2 separate regions of the Danio rerio genome follow, and region 2 is linked to region 1. Evidence: chromatin contacts called from public Micro-C data. All regions are on one chromosome and are shown on one strand. Each heading gives the region's core, a stretch centred on a gene start, on an enhancer-like site or on the middle of the called end of the contact. The rest is flanking DNA. Distances are from core to core; before and after follow the strand shown. Region 1 holds the start of sema4ab (sema domain, immunoglobulin domain (Ig), transmembrane domain (TM) and short cytoplasmic domain, (semaphorin) 4Ab). Region 2 holds the start of polr3gla (RNA polymerase III subunit GL a).

What was found. A called contact is a pair of places that touch in the nucleus more often than the background predicts.
Region 2: a Micro-C map of caudal fin shows a contact between it and region 1, with 4 times the contacts expected there. The contact joins the promoter of polr3gla here to the promoter of sema4ab in region 1. A contact is called at or near these places in 2 of 18 Hi-C or Micro-C datasets (caudal fin and an unstated tissue).

The regions. Positions count from the first base shown.
Region 1 is chr19:26,729,920-26,733,514 of GRCz12tu, reverse strand. sema4ab (sema domain, immunoglobulin domain (Ig), transmembrane domain (TM) and short cytoplasmic domain, (semaphorin) 4Ab) reads right to left here and starts at 1,657. Exons shown (of 15, transcript XM_073931748.1): 1 at 891-1,657. LOC101882070 reads left to right here and starts at 1,127. Exons shown (of 10, transcript XM_073931749.1): 1 at 1,127-1,796.
Region 2 is chr19:26,964,723-26,968,317 of GRCz12tu, reverse strand. It overlaps polr3gla (RNA polymerase III subunit GL a), which reads left to right and starts at 1,744. Exons shown (of 8, transcript NM_001004639.1): 1 at 1,744-1,845; 2 at 2,040-2,167. The coding sequence starts at 2,048. All of the region lies in intron 4 of si:dkeyp-92c9.4, which reads right to left.

The DNA of each region.
Region 1 (3,595 bases), core at 408-2,907:
AAAAAATAAATACAGGTTACAACAGAACATTGAGAATAATCTGTGAGTGCTGGTCTCCAAATGTAAACCAAAAATAGACTTGTGCTGAAAACGTTGTGCCCATCAGTCTCTTTTGGTGAGGTTAATATTAAAGTAAACAAATTAATAAATGACTATAAAATTATATGACTGTTAGACTGTTGCACTGTTGTCATTATGCCCGTGTTTTATAGGCTTTTTATAGGTTTTTATATTGTTGTGTGTGTAATGTTTGTATATTTATAACTACCTCTCCGAAATGTGAGGGTCGTGAGTCACTGATATTGTTATTTTGAAAAGTTTGGGAAGCCTTGGCCTATATTGTCTTATTAAAGTAAAAAGTGTTTATCATGCTATTGTCTCTCTTTGTTTACCTATTTGCGGTCAAATTAATAATTCTCCCAATCAGTTTAATACCACTATTCTCCACACACATTGAGAAATATAAACCTGACAAACATTTCCTTGGGGATACAATGGTTAAATGTTGAAGTTGTTCTATCAATGCTGGTGTCTATAGTGCAAACATGAGGGAGGGGTTTGCTGTCAGTTGTGCTGATGAGCGTTTATTTTTCTCTGTAAACTTAAACAAACAGAACAGACTGTCAAAGTTTGACCATATCTGAACACGTTGAACAGGAATATGTCACGTATTAGCCAAACCAGAAAGGCATACGTGACAAAGCTAGTTTGTTACAAGTGCAGTGGATAATTACATTAGGCAATGTAACCTTTAATTTTTTGTAAAATAAATGTGCAACGTTTATCCAATTTATACGCATTGTTCAAGCTTTTAACATGTTACAATGTATTATAGCACTTTAGGCAATAGACAACTCTTTTACACGTGAAACTGAAAACTATTCTCTTACCTGAGTTTTTTCAAGACAGCAAATTCGCTGTTCGAAATCCAATGAGTATTTCCTTTGCGAATCAAAAGGACATCCAAAGTGCTGAAACTTATCCTCCACGGTCATTTGAACAATAACCGCTCAAAGGCACATTTGTTATCTCTGAGAAACACTATAACTCACCAAACCCACGATAACAAATGCTTAATATCAAATTTGAGCTCTACAAAGCAGCACTAAAGACTACTCGTCCCTAAAGGCGCGAGTTGTCCTGCATCGCACCTGGTCCGTCTGTTCATTCCTTCTGTTTAAGCAGTAGGTAAATATCCCATTATTCACATGTGAACCAGGTAAATACTTTTACAGCTTTCTAATTCTCTCCAGACTTATATAATTAATCAACATTTGCTGAGTAATTATTCATGCAGCAGCAAGCCTATGTTCTATATTCCGCAAGACTGTCGTCTCAAGCTTTCACTGATTTAATAGGTAGGTCAGGGGAGCGGGTGGTAAGATTAGTAATATGAGCAAAGAAGATTTGAGGCTTAGCGCCGACCTCGAAACTGGCTTTTCGGCACTGTCAACCAGTGCAAACCGAAATAAGATTTAAATTGTTTGTGAAACGTTTCTAAAGAGCTCAAGAATTATATTATTGTGCTTGAAATTAAACGTGTGCTGTTAACACATAAAATGTAAACATTAACCTAATTTTGATCATATTAAATGGCAAACTTTACAGATAAAAAAATCAGAAGACGCATAAATGATCTTCATTCATTCACTAATTTTCTTTTCAGCTTAGTCCCTTTTTTTAATCTGGGGTCGCCACAGCGGAATGAACCACCAACTTATCCAGCATATGTTTCACACAGTGGATGCCCTTCCAGCTGCAACCTATCACTGGGAAAGCATGGATGATCTGATGCAGTAAGCTAAGAGCTGTTATAGACCACCAAAGTAACCTAGTCTATTGTTGATATTGAGTTAAATTATTTTAGCCTGTGATTTTTAAAGAAAAACTATTCAAACTTGGTTGTGGTTATGGGAATAGCAATTTACTCTCCAACAGTGCGCTTGGTTCTCATATGTGGCATGTCATTCGAAAAGTACAGTATTCTTATACTCTATTGCAACCGCAGCGTAAATAGGTATAATGTTGATTAGGCTAATAGAGAGAGGTTGACATCCTTCTTTCGTGTGTTTAAACACTTGAGACGTACATTGTTCAGGTTGAAATTCAGGTAGGCTATAGTTTCGGGGAGAAAGTTCAGCTCAGCACACACTCCAGATCTCTGCATGTAGCGCTTTTAGATGCTTTAGCCCAAAAGGGCCCAAAGTAGAGCCTGCGGGCCAAGTTGGCCCATGGTAACTTTTAGCTCGCCGTCCCATCTGAAAAGAGAGGGAAAATGATGGGGAGTTGGTTGGGGCGAATGCCTTCAACAGAGACTTGATTTTAAAAATGAATATACCCTTTTGTTTCTTTGTTTAATTAAGGGACTAGAAACAAAGCCAACTAAAATGTTGTAAATGAATCAGACTTTTAAAAATGTAAAAACTTTCACTTGACAGATGCACAAAACATCAACAAACAAATCAAGGCAAAGGCAGGAGCAGCTTGACTAGTGTATTCCGCACTGGACTCCATTGTGTTATAAATGGGATTATTTATGTTTTTACTATAATAAGTTCATTATAAAATGATAAAAATTATACTGCATCATTATTTGATATGTTTTAAAGCAATGATTTCTAGTTATTTTCGAATAATACGCAAAGGACTTTAAAATTAGGCCTACCCATGGCAAATTTAATGTAATACGGTTTGGTATCTTAAACTTGGACCCACAGCCCTCAATCAAGTTTGGTTTTTGGTCCTTTATAGGAAAAAGTGTGGGCACCCCTGCTTTAGCCTAAAAGGAAATTCTACTTATTAAAGTTTTTTTTTTCTTTGGAAAAAAAATTACTATACAGCTGTGTCTAGTCTATAGAATATTGGGTTTGGACACAAAATACTGAAATGTCGAATGATTTTCTGTGAACTGACAGAAGTTTGGTTTGGAAATGTATGTGTGTCATACTTTTAATTTTTTTTCTTTGAAATAGGCTATAGACTATTTACTGGAAGATTGTAACTATACGCTTTATTATTAATTATTAATTTAAGATTAATTAATTTAGAATTCAAAAGCTATAACGTCATTAAAAAATATTAAAGAGGTTGTGATAATTTAGCTAATTTTATTATTATTATTATAGGGTGGCACGGTGGTTCAGCGGTTAGCACTGTCGCCTCACAGCAAGAAGGTCGCTGGTTCGAGTCCCCGCTGGATCAGTTGGCGTTTCTGTTTGGAGTTTGCATGTTGTCCCCATGTTCGCGTGGGTTTTGGTAATCTTGGGTCTATTAAAGAATGGCACAAAGTTCATTGGCTTAGTCCCTTTATTAATCCGGGGTCGCCACAGCGGAATCTCTGGGAAACATCCACACACAAACACTCATACACTACGGACAATTAAGCCTACCCAATTCACCTGTACCGCATGTCTTTGGACTGTGGGGGAAACCAGAGCACCCAGAGGAAACCTACACGAAAGCAGGGAGAACTTGCAAACTCCACACAGAAACGCCAACTGAGCCAAGGTTCGAACCAGCGACCAAGCAACCATCTTGCTGTGAGGCGACAGCGCTACCTACTGCGCCACTGCCTCGCCTGGCTAAATGCTAAATT
Region 2 (3,595 bases), core at 495-2,994, 230 kb before region 1:
AGCCGATGACGGTTTGTAGTTATCGCCAGTGTAGGAATTTATGTTGTTTGTCTTATTTTCCTGTATTATTTTGACCTGGAGAGAAGATTTTTTTTAACACATTTCTAAACATAATAGATTTAATAACTCATCTGTAATAACTGATTTGTTTTATCTTTGCCATATTGACAATAAATAATATTTAACTAGATATTTTTCAAGACACTTCTATACAGCTTAAAGTGACATTTAAAGGCTTAAAAAGGTTAATTAGGTTAACTAGGCAGGTTAGGGTAATTAGAAAAGTTATTGTATATTGATGGTTTGTTCTGTAGACTATCGAAACAAAATATAGCTTAAAGGGGTTAATAATTTTGTCCTAAAAATGTTTTTTTTTAAACTGCTTTTATTCTAGCCGAAATAAAACAAATAAGACTTTCCAAGAAGAAAAATATTATCAGACATACTATGAAAAATTCCTTGCTGCTAAACATCATTTGGGAAATATTTAAAATAGAAAAAAAAATAAAAGGAGGCTAATAATTCTGACTTCAGCTGTAGTATTTTACAGTATTTTAAAAATACTAAAATACAAGACACTACAGTATTTTGATGAAAAACATTAACTCACTTTCATGAACCCTATCGAATACAAATTGCAAAATACTATTTTGTATTTAAAATATAAATTTGAAATACGTGTATCATAAATACTGCACATTCCTGTGCACACACACACACACACACACACACACACACGCATACGCACACTAACTATGTGTAGTTATTCGTAGAAAGTAAACACTTTTTGAGTGACGCGGTGGTGCAGTGGGTAGCACTCTCTCCTGAGTCGCCTCACAGGAAGAAGGTCGCTGGTTCGAGCCTCGGCTGAGTTGGCATTTCTGTGTGCAGTTTGCATGTTCCCCCTGCGTTTGCGTGGGTTTCCTCCGGGTGCTCCGGTTTCCACCACAGTCCATGCGGTACAGATGAATTAGGTAGGCTAAATTAGGTAGGTATGTGTGTGAATGAATGTGTATGGGTGTTTCCTAGTGATGGGTTGCAGCTGAAAGGGCATCGGCTGCGTAAAACATGTTCTGGATAAGTTGGCGGTTCATTACGCTGTGGCGACCCCAGATTAATAATGGGACTAAGCGAAAAGAAAATGAATGAATGATATAATGAATGAATGAATTAATAATCGATTAATAAACACTTTTTGTGCATTTTATGCTTTTTTAAATGCCTTTGTAATTTGACACCAAAATGGAGCACTTCTTCCAAGATTTATAAACTAGCAAATAAATATTGTAATCTTTTTTTTTCATCCACCAAAGTTTGTATTGATTTATAATCAATACAAGACTTTTAGAAGAGTGTACATCTTTTACTTAGACTACACACTTTTTAAAAATATGAATACATTTTAAATGTATTAAATGTCTAAACCATTACCAAAAGCCCCGCCCCCAAAGAAGCGCAACACTGATGATTTCTCACATCACCTCATTAAGTAAAATCTCTCAGGTGTAAATATGTTACACGTAGTATTCAAACGTAATACAATTTACATATATGCTATAATGCTCGTAATAACCGTTGTAATAGCTATGCAATAGCGTGCTGCCTTTGCTAGGAACTCTTTAAGCGAGGATTCTTTCTGGTTGGACTGTAAACCGAGACGGACCCCACGTGGATTTATGCCTGATGTAAACACAGCTACCACGTGTCCAAGTCCTTTACTGTACCTCATTCATGGCACTCGGCAGGCAGATGTCGACCTTTGCGGATATCTAAGAGACTTTGCTGAATTCACGACTCCATAAATTACACCGGTTTCATCCACTGAACCTGAAAAAACATTTCGAGGTAAACTGTACTTTTGATTAATCTGAAATGACTAAAATATCACCATAGCTTAGTGGTTGTGAGTTTTATTGGTTTCATTTTGACTAGTAATGTTGTATTTCTATTTCATTTTTCATATTTCATTTATATAAATGTGCTGATTTTAATTATTATAGTAATATACAAAAATATTAATAATTTTGTTGATTTTAAAGGTGTCGTGATGGCAGGGATGAGCAGAGGTCGTGGAAGGAATCAGTTTACCTTTAATGTGGACGCACTGGGTTTCGGAAGAGGAGATTCTTTACCTACAACTACTCATACGCCTTCTCCTCTTTTTCCTGTAAGTGTTTAATAGTTATATAAATGTCTTTACATTGTATGATAACTACAGGGGTTGTTATTACACATATATTAGTGCACTGTCAAAAAGTTAATAGTTTCTGTCTTTTGTAACTCATGGGTGTTTCTCATATTTTAGGCTTTTAAATGTTTAAGATTTTGGTGAAAAAGCTTATTAAAGTGGCTTTTTTTTTACATTTTATTAGTGTGACATGATATATTGCCTACACTTTATTGTGTACAGTGAGTTACAAAAAGCAGGTAATCAAATCAGGTATATTTAATAATAGGAATTATATAAACCAATAATATATTGTTACTAAAAATGCCCAAAAAGTCACTTTCCTACATTAAATCTGAACATAAATAAAGAAAAAATTTGTAAAGCTGACATTCTCAATATCTTGAGTAATTTCATGCAAATGTTTACCTGGCCAAAAATTGCCAAATAGAGAAATTATTTCAAAATTTTGTGTAAGCATTTTACAGTACTTTTAACATGCTCAAAATGTTTCTGTTAGTGTTTTTAAACTATTATATTTGATTTACCAATTTCACATGTCACATCCATAACGGAAAAGTGTGAAATCCATAAAGTTTTATCCTCATAAATGCAAAAATGTCAAATAAAATAAAATCAAAGTTTTTTTTTATTTTATAGAGAGCCGACTCTAATCCTGTTGATTAGCATCACTTCTCTTGTGTTGTGCAGTTTATTTCACAGAATTTCTACAAAGTGTCTACTATAAACTCGCAAACTTTTTTTTGTCAAATCCATAACGCATGTTTATTTTCCTCATTTAAAATATAACAAATGTTTACTGACTGACATTTTTCTGATCTCATAACTCTGTGGTTAATTGTTTTGGAAAATATAAACAGATGTCTCAATATAACTGTAATGTGAAAGGAAACAGGACAAAGGAAGTGAGGATCGAAATGCAGGGTTTTTTATGCAGAGATGCTCAGGCAAGCAATGGTCCCAACCAGGAGCTAACAGATGTATGTAGGCAAATTCAGAGTCGTAGTCCAATATCAGGTGAATGGTCAGTACAGGCAAACAAACAAGCATAGGTCAGAAACAAGGCAAAGGAAACACGTCATAAGTTCACAAACAGATAAACAAGACTCAGCAACAATGTGTGAGTGCTGTCTTTATAGTTCTTGTAATCAGTCTCTCTCAGTTGCTCTCTTATGCAATCTCGAAAATCTTACATGAATGGAAAATAATTGAGAATCATAAAATACTGAAAGCTGTTGATTAACTGATATTTTTACAGTGGGTTAAATGGAGCATTTTCGTATTCCTCATGTTTTTAGAAGCAGAAGTCAACACACCTGGGTAAACTTATATAATGGTGTTTAGGAGGTCATAGCAATTTATTTATTCTTATCCTTTCCAAGTTAGATAAAAAGCTGTTTCAAACTC